Linked DNA regions of Pan troglodytes: region 1 is linked to region 2. Evidence: chromatin contacts called from public Hi-C data. All regions are on one chromosome and are shown on one strand. The core of a region is the stretch at or near the end of the contact, and the rest is flanking DNA. Distances in the headings are between cores, read along the strand shown. Region 1 has its middle 470 kb from the start of LMO7. Region 2 has its middle 330 kb from the start of LMO7.

Evidence for each region. A called contact is a pair of places that touch in the nucleus more often than the background predicts.
Region 1: a Hi-C map of induced pluripotent stem cells shows a contact between it and region 2, with 3 times the contacts expected there. The contact joins two enhancer-like sites. A contact is called at or near these places in 3 of 7 Hi-C or Micro-C datasets (induced pluripotent stem cells and stem cell-derived neural progenitor cells).

Annotation. Positions count from the first base shown.
Region 1 is chr14:81,702,499-81,710,282 of NHGRI_mPanTro3-v2.0_pri, forward strand. No RefSeq gene overlaps it. Among named protein-coding and RNA genes, the nearest start is that of LMO7, 470 kb to the left of the region's middle. Within about 2 kb of position 5,188, at least 7 of the 24 cell types and tissues checked have an H3K27ac peak or open chromatin away from gene starts, as enhancers often do. A contact at or near this core is called in induced pluripotent stem cells, where this site is marked.
Region 2 is chr14:81,559,952-81,567,397 of NHGRI_mPanTro3-v2.0_pri, forward strand. No RefSeq gene overlaps it. Among named protein-coding and RNA genes, the nearest start is that of LMO7, 330 kb to the left of the region's middle. Within about 2 kb of position 4,765, at least 4 of the 24 cell types and tissues checked have an H3K27ac peak or open chromatin away from gene starts, as enhancers often do. A contact at or near this core is called in induced pluripotent stem cells, where this site is marked.

The DNA of each region.
Region 1 (7,784 bases), core at 3,938-6,437, 140 kb after region 2:
GATCAGGATCTTTATTAATTATTGAGGAAATCTGGCAGAGAAGGGTTGCTGGTTAAACCCCCAATCCCTTAGATGTTACCTGACTCTTCAGTTATTTTTAGCCAACAGACTTTACTCCTCCCCTAGACTAAACAGAAGAGGCATTGTTGAGAACATTAAAAAAAAGATATGAGAAAATTGGTTTTGTTTCTAACAAAGAGTTTTATTCTACAGATCAAAGGAATGGAATTAATTGATTTTTAATCTGACTTACTTAAATTGTGCTAGGTAAGTTCAGAATGTTTATGAAAGGCAGAAATGTTTTCTCTTCAGAAACTTGCCATTAATTACAAGGAAAATTGATTGAGTGGTCTGTCAGTTCACATCTTGTTTCCTCCTCCTCCCTTCAGGCTCTGTGCCAGCTCATCTGGTCGGTGAGGCAGGGTTTCTGTGTCTGCATCACATTGCCCTGGTATCACCTTCCTAGTTCTCTCCTGCTCACTCATCCTCCCCCAGTTACGTGATCCCACAGAGGCCCTATTGAATTAGTGGAAACCAAAGGCTTCACCCTGGAGGCCACGGGGTTCATCTGAATTTTAAATGTGTTTTATTTAGCCCACATATCACATTGTTTAAAAATTCTGATCCAGTACTTAAATACTAAGAGAGTTTCCATAGAAGTCCTGATTTCTAGATTCTTTTTTAAAAACTGTGCACACTGGTAACAGAGCTGGAAATGAGTATCTGCTGACCCCTTTATTCCAGACACATTCTTTCCAATTGGCCATAGTCTCTACCATATTTTGTTTCTGACTCTGAGACTAAGCATCTATTTGCAGTATGGAAAGTGAATAAGTTGATACTGGAATATTAGAATTCTTCTACTAGGTCCACTCCACTCTGCCCGTTACCCTATCGAGATCAAAGTCTGCAAACTCTGCCATAACAATCTCTACCTCTGGGAAAAAATAGTTGATTGGTGCTGTCATATATTTGCCTAAGAAGAACCTCTGAAATGTTGTTTTATTCTCAGGTAACACAGTAATTTGGTGTATTGGTCTCTTTTGCATTGCTATAAAGAGATACCCGGGGCTGGGTAATTTATAAAGAAAAGAGGTTTATTTGTCTCATGATTCTGCAGACTCTACAAGAAGCATGGTGCTGGCAACTGCCTGGCCTCTGGTTAGGCCTCAAGAAGATTTTACTCATAGCAGAGGTCGGGGACCCTGTGTGCCACATAGTAAGAGAGGGAGCAAGAGAGAGAGGAGGAGGTGCCAGCCTCTTTTTAAACAACCAATTATCACATGAACTAATACAGCCAGAACATACTTCTTATTGCAAGGACAGTACCACGCCTAAGACCAAAACACCTCCCACTAGGCCCACCTCTAGAATTGGAGATCACATTTCAACCTGAGATTCAGAGGGATAAAAATACAAACTATATTGCCTGGTGAACTTCACTAACAGAAAAGTCATTTTTCAGCAAAAGATTTTTTTTTCTGAATATTTGTTTTTTGAGATGGAGTCTCACTGTGTCACCCAGGCTGGAGTGCAATGGTACGATCTCAGCTCACTGCAACCTCTGCCTCCTGGGTTCAAGTGATTCTCCTACCTTAGCCTCTCCAGTAGCTGGGATTACAGGTGCATGCCACCACACCCAACTAGTTATTTTATTTTCAGTAGAAATGATGTCTAACCATGTTGGCCGGCCAGGCTGGTCTCGAACTCCTGACCTCAAGTGATCCACCTGCCTCAGCCTCCCAAAGTGCTAGGATTACAGATGTGAGCCACGGCACCCAGCCAACAATAGTATTTGATGCCACTCCGTATGTTAATGATGTAAGATCACATCTCTAAAGAGCAAGGTTTGCTTCAGAGATGCATATTCCATCTGTTTCCCACAACCTCTAAATTTCAGAAACCTCTGTAGCGGTCCAGGAAGGGATTTAAGGATCCTCCTCACATTTATGGTTAAGAACCTGGCTCAAAGTGACACAGTTGCCAAGAGGCCAAACCAGTATTTAAACTCGGGCATTGATGCTCTAAATCACTATGCTTGGAGTTCCACAGATATTTGTTAAATGGATAAATAAATCTGTAAAATGAGGCTTCATACTATTTCGTATGGCTATAAAGATTAAGTTAGAACACCAGAAATTTGGGAATCACCTGATTTTTTTCTTCTTATCACTTATCAGTAATCAATTTCGCTTTCATGATATACCTCAGACCTCACCATTCCCTCCATCAGCACAGTGGCCACCTGAGTCCAAGCTGTTACCACCTCTCCTACTGGACTAGACCAATAGCATCTTAACTTGTCTCCACTTTTGTGCCCTCTACAGTCTGTTTTCCACATTGCAGCCATAGTGCCCTTTACTGACATCTTATAAATAAGATCTCCTTCCTCTGCTAAAAAACCTTCAGTCCTTTCTTAGTGCCCTCAGGACAAATAACTGTGAGCAGCATGGACTTGGCCTGCCATTGCTGGTGTCCATGCTTGCACAGCTCTGTGCTCCCTGAACCCATAGCCCCAGCCACACTGGCCCTTCACTTCCTCCATAGCCGCCCTTTCTGTTTCGGGGACTTCCCAAATATTGCCTGGAATATTCTTACTGTTCCCCTTTCTTTGGCTTACTTAATTGATCTTTTTCAAATTTCCTTAGAGAGATTTTTCACCATCCTTAGTTTTTTGGTTTTCCTTCATGTGACATTTCACTCTTTATAGCTGTATAATTATTTATGTCACTATTTTGTTGTCAACCTTCTGAACAGGGACGTATCTCTGTTGCTAATTATTGGTGCCCAGCATTAAGCATGTACTATGTCCATCATAAACACTTGTTCAATTGAATTGGTCTAAGATATGTGCAAGGAAATGAAGAGCAGGAAGCATAGATGTGGATAAGGGACCGCTGCACAGACTCAGATGGTTTTTCTTCAGGTAGAGATGTAGTCTTGCTAATTCTGATTTTGGTTCAAGGTTCAAGAGTGCCCCAGAATGTTATGAGCTCTGATTAGAAAAGACTGTGGCATAGCAGAATTGGGTAATTTCTTGGGCTGTGCACGTGTCCTTGCAAGTGGAGGGAAGTGGGTACGTTTGAGGGAATACAGCTGAGTTCCTGTGGGATGAGATGGGAGAGGCTAAGAGTGCTAAATCAAGGCTGACTCTTGTTTCTGGGTTTTCTCACTTATTCTTCATAATTCCTTGACATAGGCAATATTATCCTCATTTTACATTTTGGGCTATATGTGCAGCATTTCCGGCAGCTTTGTTCTCCACTAGAGAATCTACAGCTAGAGAAGAGCTTACTGATCTGGACTGTCTTTTTGTGTGCTCACCTCACTTCTGAGAAGTGTGTGTTCCTCCGGCTAATTACTAAGAGAACTCAACCTGCAGGGTGTAGGAGGCGGCAAAGGAGAAGAGTAGGGCTGTCTCTTCCAGTCACTTTGTAACCCATGTGAAACATTAAAGTATATTTAAAAAAATCTAAAAACTGTTATCTGAGATATAGTAAAAGTTTAAAAGGTAGTTATAAGTACCAGGTACACTTGCCAGAGTAATGGTACCCTAGTCGTAGAGAAAGCACTTGCTAAAATATGTGTCATAAAATTGCTTTTCATTTTCCTGGTACATAGAGCTGAGAGGCATTAGGTGTCTTTGAACCTTGACATTTCCTCTCTGTTCTTGTGGCACATTATAATTTATCCTGTCAGCATGCCCCAGATTATTGCTGACTGATCTTGGTTGTGTGCATACAATAGATGGAGTGGAAATTTGAGGCTAAAGTCTCTTCAGAATTATGGACTCCATGACTCCTATAAGGCTCCTGGTAAGTTTCTTGATTTGTTTGAAAGTCTTTCAAAGTGAATGGGTAGACTTTGTTAAGAAAACAACATGCAATGTCAGGAACAGTAGAAGACACTATTGTTTACTGTTAAAAAGAAACTAGCTTCAGCAGCAGTTAAATGAACACATTCAGAAACAGTTATGTGACCATGAAAGATAAATACGACTACTAAGATTTAAGTTCTGTTAAACCTAAGAAAGTTAAGTTCATAACAAAATGAGTAAAACTTCTTTCAATGGTATTTATGAGTGAAACAGAAGTTTCTAGTCTATTTTTCTATGCATGTGAAATTTTCGAAATGATCATTTTTCATATGCTATAGCTCCTTAAATTGGTTTGGATATATGTGTGTACACATGCACACACACACACACACACACAATATTAGTCCTCCATTTCTGTGGGTTCCACATCCATGATTCTGCCAGCTGTCGATGAAAAATAGGGAAAAAACAATACAAATAATACAAAAATAAAAAATAATATAAATTTTAAAATGCAGTATAACAACTATTTACATAGCATTTGCGTTGTATTAAGTATCAAAAGTAATCTAGAGGTAACTTAAAGTATACAAGGGGCTGCGTTTAAATTATATGCAAATACCATGCCATTTTATACCAAGGACTTGAGCACTGAGGATTTTGGTATCTCGTGGGTCCTAGAACCAATCCCCTCCCTAATAGATACTGAGGGATAACTGTATGTATATGTATATGTACATACTTAGTAACTGACTTCTGTCCAGGCATCTTACACATACGATGACACAATCTGAATGTAAATCTTCAATAGACTTTGTTAGGCTTGCTTTCTTTGTTCATTGAGCAGAATGCAATAAGCCAATATGTATAAATAGCACCAGCATAGTCTTCATTTAGTCATCTAGGTGAAATAAGAAAAGTTCCCTATGCCCCTCTCAGGGTGTGCAACGGGGTGTGGCTCGCTTCTTCAGTGCCATGCTGCTCATACTCCTGGAGGGAGCATGCAGATGGAGGGTTGCGGGGCTCCGACTCCACAGCACTATCTAGTGGCGAATGTTTTACAGCCGAAGCCCCAGTGGGCCTGTGTTACAGTGTGCTCTTTCAGTTCTGCCGTCTGTGCGCGGCTTGTGTTAGTCAGCTCAATTAGACCTTTTGCTTTATAGCAAGGACAGAGGGCTTTCTGTATCCCGGGTTCTTGACTCTGTGTGGCTTGGAGAATGAATGCAAAGTTTTATTGACAGTGGAAACTCTCAGCAGATGATGGGGACCCAGAAGGGGCATGGAGCGGGAAGGTGGTTTTCCCCTGGAGTTGGCCGCTCAGCAGCTGGACACTCCTCTGACCGCCTCGGCCAGGTTCCAGTCCTTGTTGTTCACAGGTCAATGGCCTGCCGGCGTCTGCTGGTGCCTGTCGATGTGTTCTTCCGGTCCTCTCCACCTCCAGCCGCCTGTGTGCTCTTTTGCCAGTGTGTTCCTCTCGGCGACCCGCTGCTTCTGTTTCTGCCTGCTAGGGTCTTGGAATTTTTATAGGCACAGGATGGGGGTGTGGCGGGACAGGGTGGTCTTGGAAAATGCAACATTTGGGCAGGAAAACAGAAATGCCTGTCCTCACCTAGGTCCCTGAGCACAGCCCTGGGGGGTGGAGCCCTAGCCAGGGACCTGCCTTTCTCTACCCAGCACTTCCCTGCCCTCTCTCATATCATAGGGACATCTTTATATATTGTCTATGAATATTCAGCATGCAAATTTCTTCATGATACTTAAAAAATATTATGAAAGATAATAAAAACTAGGTGAGGGAGAAATGAAAGACATTTCATTTTTCAAAGAGATTCCTCTGCACAGTAACAGAATTGACCCCATCTTGATGTATTTTTTTCCTCATTGAATGCTTCTGTTAGTAAAGGGGTTTCCAGGTTTTAAGTGATGTTCTTGGAAATCCGCAATCTTCTTGGGAAATTATAAAAACGATAATAGGCTGAAATTAAAAGTTCAAAATAATTATGTGAGAAGGAAAATACAGGAAAACAGACGAATATGACAATCACATGTGGTTCTGAATAGTGTTATTCTCTGTCTACTTATCAAAAGGGCTTTTGTTACATTGAATAACACTTTACTCATGGGTCCATCTAAATTCCTCCTGAATAAGTTCAGGAAAGAAGTGAACTTTTATGCAGTACCCTTTATGGTGCACTATTTTGTTTTAGAGTTGTTATGAAAACAACTCTAAAACCCAGTTGTATCTTTTGAATTTTAACCTTATTCCCACTGAACCTGTAGTTTGTCTAGGCTTTGGCCAGCTGAGAATTGGAACTGGGTGTGGTGATATGTGAGTCCAGTTGTGCTGAACATGCTGTGGAAGATAGAAAAGAAATGAGGTGTGCTTCTTGTTCTCAAGAATCTCAAGATTTGATCATGAGATAATTTGTCTCCTCTTTGTGCATACATGCCCTTGAGCGCTCCTTGAAACAGGAATTAATTATTTAGTTAGTGTCCACTGGGGAAGAAAGAACTATGTTTCCATATTCCGAAAATCTCACAAATCATGAACTTATAGAATGTCAGAGCAGGAAGGGACATTATGAATCATTCTAATCTATCCCTTGAAGTGCCAATTAGGACAATAATTTCTTTGAAACATTATGAAGGAAAATTTTACGATTTTTTTGAAAAGGAAATTAGCAAGTTATCTAGGGTATTAATTTATTTTATGTGAGCCATTTTGAAGCAACAAATCTGAATGGCAAGTACAGGTAGAGATTTTAATCAGAGGAACTTGAGTCTTTGCCCTTGTTTTGTTGAGTGTACAGGAGAGGAAACTAGAAACTTAATCTTAGAGTAATATGAGTGAATTATATCTGTACATTTTCTGGAAAATTGTAGTCCATGAAATTTGACTAAAGGACTGGCATAATTGGTACATTAAATTAAGAAATTATAAGAGAAATTGCATTTTATGTTATATACAAATTTAGAATCATTGCGTTTTCCTGGCGCGAGAACTTTTAGCAAATCTGGGGTTGTGCTGTGCATACGATCTTATAATGTGGTGTTATTATCATTGTGCTGATAAGGAAAAGACTCAGAGAGTTTAAATAATTGTCAAGCTTACAGAACTTCTAACTGGCAGAGCCACCATTTGAAAATAAATCTGCCTGATCTCCAAAGCCAGGGCTCAGCCCACTGACTAAAGTGAGTGCATTCCTAGTGTCTAATGGACGACATCTGAAAATAGCCTTGAATATGGCAGAAGGCTCCCTACTTGCCCAGTTTAGGGCTTCTAATTGCCCTGAAGCCCCTCAATATTCTGAATGCCAGAGAGAAAAGATGACTTACTCACTACAGATTTGATGGTACTTTGAACTCTGATCTTCCTTCCTGATCCACCTGTTATCATTATTATTTTTAGAATCCTCAAACCCTTGCTCTAATTATGTTGCTATAGCCACACTCAATGGGAAAGACAAGATGGAGTGTGCTTACTTCATCTTACTCAGAAACAGATCTCCTTACATGAATTTAAATATATTTATAAACTATAGAAGGAGGAAGAAATTGGGAAATGATCTGATCCAAATTTCTGCCTTTAGGTGGTAGCGTCACAAGCCTTTCAGGCCACAGGCTTCTTTCTTCCTAGAAATCTCTAGGGGAGGTGTTTTCATATTCTTCTTTCCCCTTTCCATCCAGTGTTGAACCACCCTAATGGTCAGGAAATTATGTAAATGAGGATAAAACCTGTTTTATTTATTGGTGAAGGAAATTCTCATTTAGTGATGTGTATTTCTTTCAATACTAAATTGGCACTAAATTTTGAGTGCCAATGTAGTTGAGAAACCAATATTTTGAAGAAGAGAGAACATTCTGGTAGTTGACCTTCCCCTGCCCCCTGCACTGTCCCATAGATGGCTCCAGCTCTTTCTCAATGTCTGGATGGCCAAGTTGATTTGGCTTATCTTTGAAGATATTT
Region 2 (7,446 bases), core at 3,515-6,014:
GTGAAAAATATTCCACTGTGTATATGTGCCAGGTTTTCTTTATCTATTCATCCATTAATAAACACTAGGCTGATTCCCTGTCTTGGCTATTGCGAATAGTGCTGCAGTAAGCATGGGAGTGCACATCTCTCTTCGATACACTGATTTCCTTTCTTTTGGGTATATACCCAGCAGTGAGATTGCTGGATCATATGGTAGTTCTGTTTTTAGTTTTTTGAGTAACCTGCATACTGTTCTCCATAGTGGCTATGCTAATTTATATTCCCTCCAACAGCGTACAAGAGTCCTAGGGGATTCTACTTTAGATAGGAATTTGCTTGGGAAATTGAGTATGCTGATGTCTTAGCAGAAACCTGAATGAAGCGAAGGAGTGAGATGTGCACCTTTCTAGGGGAAGAATATTCCAGCCAGAAGGAAGAGCACATAGGTGCTCTGAGGACATTGGTGGGTAATGCTTGGGGGCAGGCAGATTGATGGAATCTGAAACTTATGCAAATTTGTCACCCTCTTTAAGAGAGAATACAAACTTAGGGGCAAATGTGAGTATTTAGAATAAGAAAATCCCATGAAATTACAAAATTTAAAAAGTTGATAAACTGTGTATGCATAGTCCAGTAAGGCATTTTTATTCATTAACTGCCTGACACATCTGTGTCACTTTTTTCTACAGTTTTGTCTACACACTCTGCTTCTTCATAGGTTTCTGATGGATAATAGGTAATTTAGTCTTTCTCTTAGCATAGTTGAGCCAGATATTGACAGTTTATGCATTTCTTTCAGCTTTACCCTTCTATTTGGTTATGCCATGTAAATTTCTAAGATTCTCAAAATTGGGAAAACCATCTTAGAAATTTTCTTTGCATATGAGCTGTAATATTTGGAAGAATTTTTATAGATTAGCTTCTGATTTTGTTCATTTCAAACCTCGTTTTTTCCTGCTGCTGAACACTCCTAAAGCTGGCTGCCATGTTCATAACTCATTTGACTTATGCCTTACATCTTCATATCACAATATTGCAGGGTGGGTCATCACAGAGGAAGACAGGCATTTCCTTGAAACCATTTCTGTTCCTAGACAGCTAGTAATACATGGAAGCGACTGCAAGCCACGTGACTGTATCTCACTCACACAAATGACATATCTTTAAATTAACTTCCCTTTCTCCAGGTCTTAAAAATGCCCACGGCCACCCCATTGCCTTCTGACAAGAAGAAAGATGTAATAGAAGGAAAGTAGAAATGAAAAGAGACAGGGATGTCAACTGATTGTGGTTAAGATATTTTTCTTTTGCAAACTTTACAAACTCTTATGACTTCGTCAATGCATTACTGTCCAAGTAAGGGGCCTACACCTTAAGCTTCATGAGCTCCATGGCAATCCACCTCTGGGGGAACAGGAAGATACTCCTGCCCTACTGTTAGGTCATTGAGGGAAAAGGAGGTCTGGAGCATAGGATTTGTTTGGGAGATTAACTTAATATAACCCAGTGTTCAAAACATACTGAACAGACCATAGCTAACAGATTTCCTGTCTTTTACATTTGTGCTTCAACAACATGTATGTCATGAAACCACGGGATAAAAAGACCGCAGCTTTGGGAATGATGATTTCGCTGGAAGTGCGGTGGTGGATAAACGGGAAGCAGGGTTACGTAATTTCACTGGTAAGTTACTAGTCATTGCAACATGGAAATATTTTTAAAAATATAATTCCCATTTGTAAAGTATGCAGATTGCATGTGACTTTTTTTTTTTTTTTTTTTTTTTTGAGATAGGGTCACGCTCTGTCACCTAGGCTGGAGTGCAGTGGAACATTCTCAGCTCACTGCATCCTCGGCCTCCCAGGGGGCTCAAGCTATCCTCCCGCCTCAGTCTCCCAAGTAGTTGGGACCACAGGTATGCATGACCAAACCTGGCAATTTTTTTTTCTTTTGGTACAGACTGGGGTCTTACTATGTTGCTCAGGCTGTTCTTGAACCCCTGACTCAAGCAATCCTCCCACCTTGGCCTCCCAAAGTGCTGGGATTACAGGGGTGAGCCACTGTGCACAGCCGCATATGACTTATTTTTAAGCTAAAACAAACTTCCAGGATAATTTGTCCCTTGCAATGGCCTGCTTTAGGGACATCACCTCGTCTTCAGTTAGGGTTTCTTCAGTAGAAAATGTAGCGAAGTTGCATCCTATAATAGCCTATGACCCCTTGTCTAGCAAGGTGACACTCCTGACAACACTGGAGCTGACTATTTTTCTTCCTAGTTACAGTTATTTGCATGATTTATTTGTGGGGTGAGAAACAATCTAGGAGAGAGGCTAAAAGTGCAGGTTCTAGAACCAAATTTCCTGTACCGGACTCCACTGCTCACTCTCTGGGCAAGTAATCTCTCTGTGTCTCAGTTTTCTTCACCTGTAAAATGGGGATCATAATAGTACTACACAGATCATGCAGTTGTTATGAGCATTCACTAAATTAATTTTGGATGTAGGACAGTGACTTGGCACAAAGTCAGTATACAGTCTTTGCCAGCTACTTTATTTTTTAAGTTTTTAATTGACAAGTAGTAATTATATTTATGGGATACCATGTGACGCTTTGATGTATGTTTACCTCGTAGAATGATGAGATCAAGCTAATTAAAAAATCCATGGCCTCACATATTTACTTTTTTGTGTGTGGGGGGAAAACATTTAAAATCTAGTGTTTTGGCAGTTTTGAAATATACAATGCATTATTATTTACTATAGTCGCCATGCTGTGCAATAGATCACTAAAGCTTATTACTCCTGTCCAACTGAAACTTTGTACTCTTTGATCAACATGTTTCCTTTCCCCATTATCCCTCCCCCAGCCTCCCTGGACCCACCAGCCAGCTACTTTAATGATCTCTCTGTGTTTCTTCTCAGCCTTTCCCCTCTGTGATCCTCAGTCTGTGCTGGTAAGAGAATTGGCTGGAATTCATGGTGCCACTTCTGGAACATGTAAAAAGGCCCAACTAATCAGGATGGGATGTGTCACCAGACCTCATAAGGGCCATGGTCATATTTTTAAAAATTGTCTTAAAGCAGAATTTTTTCCCCAAATAAAAACATAAAAAGTGTGGATGCTTAGGTTGAACCAGAGAATCAGGGGACCCCAGAAGCCCACCCTAGTATCACCAACCCTCTCTTGCAGAGTCCTGAGAACCCTCCGACACCTTATTGTTTCATAGAACACAGTTCAAAAAACCCTAAAACTTGGCAAATTCTCTTTCCTAAATTTCAAAAGAAAAGGCAGGTATTCGTCTAAATATAGCCAGGCCATCCCGTCATGTTAATGAGGCTGGGTTTACTAAGGGCAATTTACCCACCTATAAATCTGTAGAGCTGTGTTTGAAGTTGTCTTTAATCTCGTCTACCAACCAAACCTCTGACCAAAATTTCAAATTGAGTGACTTGAGTTTCATCTCTAGTTTCTGCCTTGCTTATTTGTATGGTTTTGGGGAAGACAATAAAGGAAGGAAATTGAGGGTTGGTTGCTTTCATTTTAGATTCAACTAACATTTATTGAACATCTAGACGCCGTGCCATGAACTCTCATTATTAACCTGTAAAGTGAGTATTTATATTTTAAGATGACTAAAGCGAGGCTCACAGACGTTAAAAGCCTTGTTCATAACAGAACTGAAATGAGTTACAGACATTTTTTTACCCAAAGTTGTAGATTTTTATATCCACTGTATATTGCAATGTGAAAATGGTAACATCTTGCATTTATATAAAGCTCTGTTATGTATAAAACAACCTTCCTTTTGAAAATCTTGCCATTTGGAACTCAGATATAGTTCTTTTTTTTCCTTTTTTTTTTTTAAAGCTAATTATTGGTTCTCAAACTAAAGATGACAAAATCTAGTCTGTGAAAATCAGTCAAAAACCAAAGACCACTTAAGAGACGAACCCGGGATTCAAACCAGTTCATCTGGCTGCAAACCATTCCCAGCCCACCACACCCCAGGGTGAGAACCTTTACCTCTTGTATCCAACCTCAGCCACTTTCCTGGTAAAGTGTGTGCTTGGTGACCCCTAAATCAGGATTTTAAAAATATGCATCAACTTGGCTTCTTTTGCTCCATGGGAGCCCAGCCCTCTCTGATCATAAGCACCGCAAGCTTCCCTTTATTTTTCAACAACCATTTCATTTATGCCTGGCTCCAGGTGGCAGGAGGGCTGGCTGTTTAAACTCTTTCATTACAAAAGGAAAAAGAGCCTTATTGCATAAGAGAGGTGATGGGAGGGAGATCAGTACTTTGTATCCATTAAACACCCAGCCTAAACTTACCTCGGATCTCTGAAGCCCTGCTGTGGTTAGAAAATAACATGAAGAGGAGTGCTAAGACCTGGATTCCAGTACCGCCTTTTAAAACACCGTTATCTTGGGGAAGTCACTTTACCTCTTCAGCCCTTGGGATTCTGGTCAATAAAATGCGATGTTCGGACGCATGCCTGAAGTGGGCTTGTCTCACCACTAGGGGGCAGGCAAATACAACTCCTGGGTGCTTCTGTAGCTCACACGAGGGTAAACAACGAAAAGTTTTAATATAAACTTAAAAATGAAAAATCAAAAATAAGTAAAATAAAACCTGGGGTTTCTGATAGGGCCTTTGAGTACTCTCAACTCTAGCCTTTCTTGTTGTTTAGGTTCAACTACATGCATTGCATGCCACAGGAATGTCTAGCACTTTTTGAGTGTTTACTGTGTGGAAGACACTGTATGGAACATGTTACCTTTAATCCCCAGGAAAACTGTGCAAGGCGGGCATTATCCACGTTTTACCCAGAAGGATCCTGAAGCTCACAGAGGTTATGTAGCCTGCCTAAGGTTACCCAGCTAGCAACTGGCAAAGCTAGGAGGTAATGCAGATCTGATTGCTTCTAAGCCAGACTCTGCTTTTATTTTTTGCTGATTCCCATAGTTCCCCTCTCTCACAGCCCCCAGGATGTGTGCATATGGTCCACTCCATCACTACAGTCATGAAGGATAATGCCATAGAAACATTTTGCTCTGTGTTTGAGTGATTCTGATTTCATGAAATGATAGAAATTATAACTATGTTAAATATTGTCAGAACATTATTTCTGGAATAGTATTTGATTAACTTGTACTGTCTCCATTCATCCCACAGAGCTCTGGGGCCCACATTCCACACTCCTTTGTTCTTCCTGGAGGCTGTTCTCCACCAGTGCCTCTCCTATTTTCTCTCTCTGCAGCTTACAGCTACGAATGACCGTAGGAATCAACACAAACTCTCCCATCCGGCCTTTACTGTTTGCCATTTACCCCTCCCCATCTCACCTTAGCTAAGGTTTTGCATTGACCTGCTATTTCCAGTCACGTCAATCAATGTATGTTTCTTAACAGTAGCCACCATTTGAACTATTCTGTCATACTTGCCACGTTCAGTTGCTTAGCATTTTTAACATCAAATTCAAAATGTATCCTTCAAAATACTTTCATTGAATATCACTACCAAACTCTGAACATGACTTTGCTTAACTTTTATTTTCTATTTTATTAATTTAATCACCTTGTATTTTGCCTCTCAGATCTCTTGTTTCATGTGTTTACAGTATATTCCTTACTAGATGTGAATTTCTTGAAATCACTGGTATTTGATTTCTCCAAGTATTTAGTTGGGTATTAATAATAAAATACTGAGCTGGATTCCATTTCTAATCCTAATTAATGAGGCAGGAAGCCGATCAGGTGCATCATTTCACAGCTCAGTCAATCATCAAATATTAAGTGCCTCCTGAGGGATATTGTGGGAACCTATAATGTTCCAAATTCTATGCTTTGTGCTTTAATACATGGTCTCATATAATTCTCCCAAAAACTCAGTGGAGAAAACACCATTATTATCATTCCCAATTGACAAATGAGATAGCTAATGGCCAAGAGTCTTATTCAAAGTCACAGTGCTGATCAAGGTGGGATTTAAATCCAGGCAGTGTGACCCCAGCTAAAGCTCATGCCTTTAATCACTCCTGTATCCCACCTTATATCCAGACTTTGGCACTGTTTTGCCTTGAGGTTGCAGAACTGGGGGCTAGGAAAAAGTACAGGAATAATAATGGGGAAAGTCATGAGAGTGGAACTGGGTGGCTGGGTGGAAGTCTTCTTGTTCCACAGTGTGAATCTCCCTGTAACCACAAACATCTTGAAGAAGTAAATTCTACTAAATTTCATGAAATGCTTCAGAGTCAAGTCCTTACAGAAACTCTGGGAAAATGCAAAGTAGCTCAAGAAGGTGCAAAAGTCTTAGTGGAAATTCTGATTTTATCTAGATTTCTTAAAGAACTGTGTGCCTCAGCTACTGTGAGCAAAAGTTACTAGTTTGGTCACCAGTCTCTAAAACTAAACCAAACCAAAACAAACAACAAACAACAGAAAACATGTATCACTTTGAACTAAAATGACTCAGTGAGAGAACATGTTGATGTCAAACAAAGGTAAGTTCCCAGCTGAGGATCACTAGGCTTCTGTGGTCTTCCCAAGTCCACTGCTACATGGTCACTGTGAGAACTGCTTGTGGCCTTGAGAGTGCACAAAGGCTGGTACTCTTCTTTATCCTGTCCCTTGTTTCTTTGCATCTGTTATAGTTGCTGCAGAATAGCAAGTCTATCACTCACAATGGCCAGAAATCAGAACAAATGATCATTACAAACAACCCATGTAGATAGTAAGTGCCAATTAATTATTAGATTTGATTAGTCCAAACATGTGCTGTGCTATTTCTCTGATTGCTAGCAAACAAAGAAGAGGTGGGCTGTGGGCTAGACTTTAGGTGGCATGGAAGACTAGGGTTGGCTGCTGACATTGGCAAATCTGGTAGATTTTCAGAAAAATATCAGAGGGTGATTAGAGCATATGGGACATTCCAACAACAGAAGGTCAAGTAAGTGGTACCCAAACCTCTCTGATTATTGGAATTACCTCATGGGTTAAATAAATACAGATCCTAGGCTCTGTCTATGACCTATTGAAACTTTAGTCATGGGAGATGAGAAGTTGCATTAAAAAGTAAAAATTCCCCATGTGATTTTGATAATCGTTTTGAGGAACAATTTATTTGAGGACACATTTCATAATTGGTCTTTACTTATTATTTTTGGAACTTTCGCTGTTCATTTCTTGGTGGAGATCCAGGACTATTTTCTTGGTTACAAAGGTCAATTAGTTAAGCAAAGGAATAAGTGGACCAAGCACTCAGAAGGATTTATACCGTGTGTGTGTGTGTGTGTGTGTGTGTGTAATGTATTTAAAATATGACTTAAGGTCTATAATTAAGCCCAGTGAAAATGTAGTATCTTAGGGTTTGGTTTTATGATACATTTCATGTGTGAAATGATAATGATTATGATATAATAAAAATGATCATACTCAGAACCCATCTGAACAGTGTCAATTATGC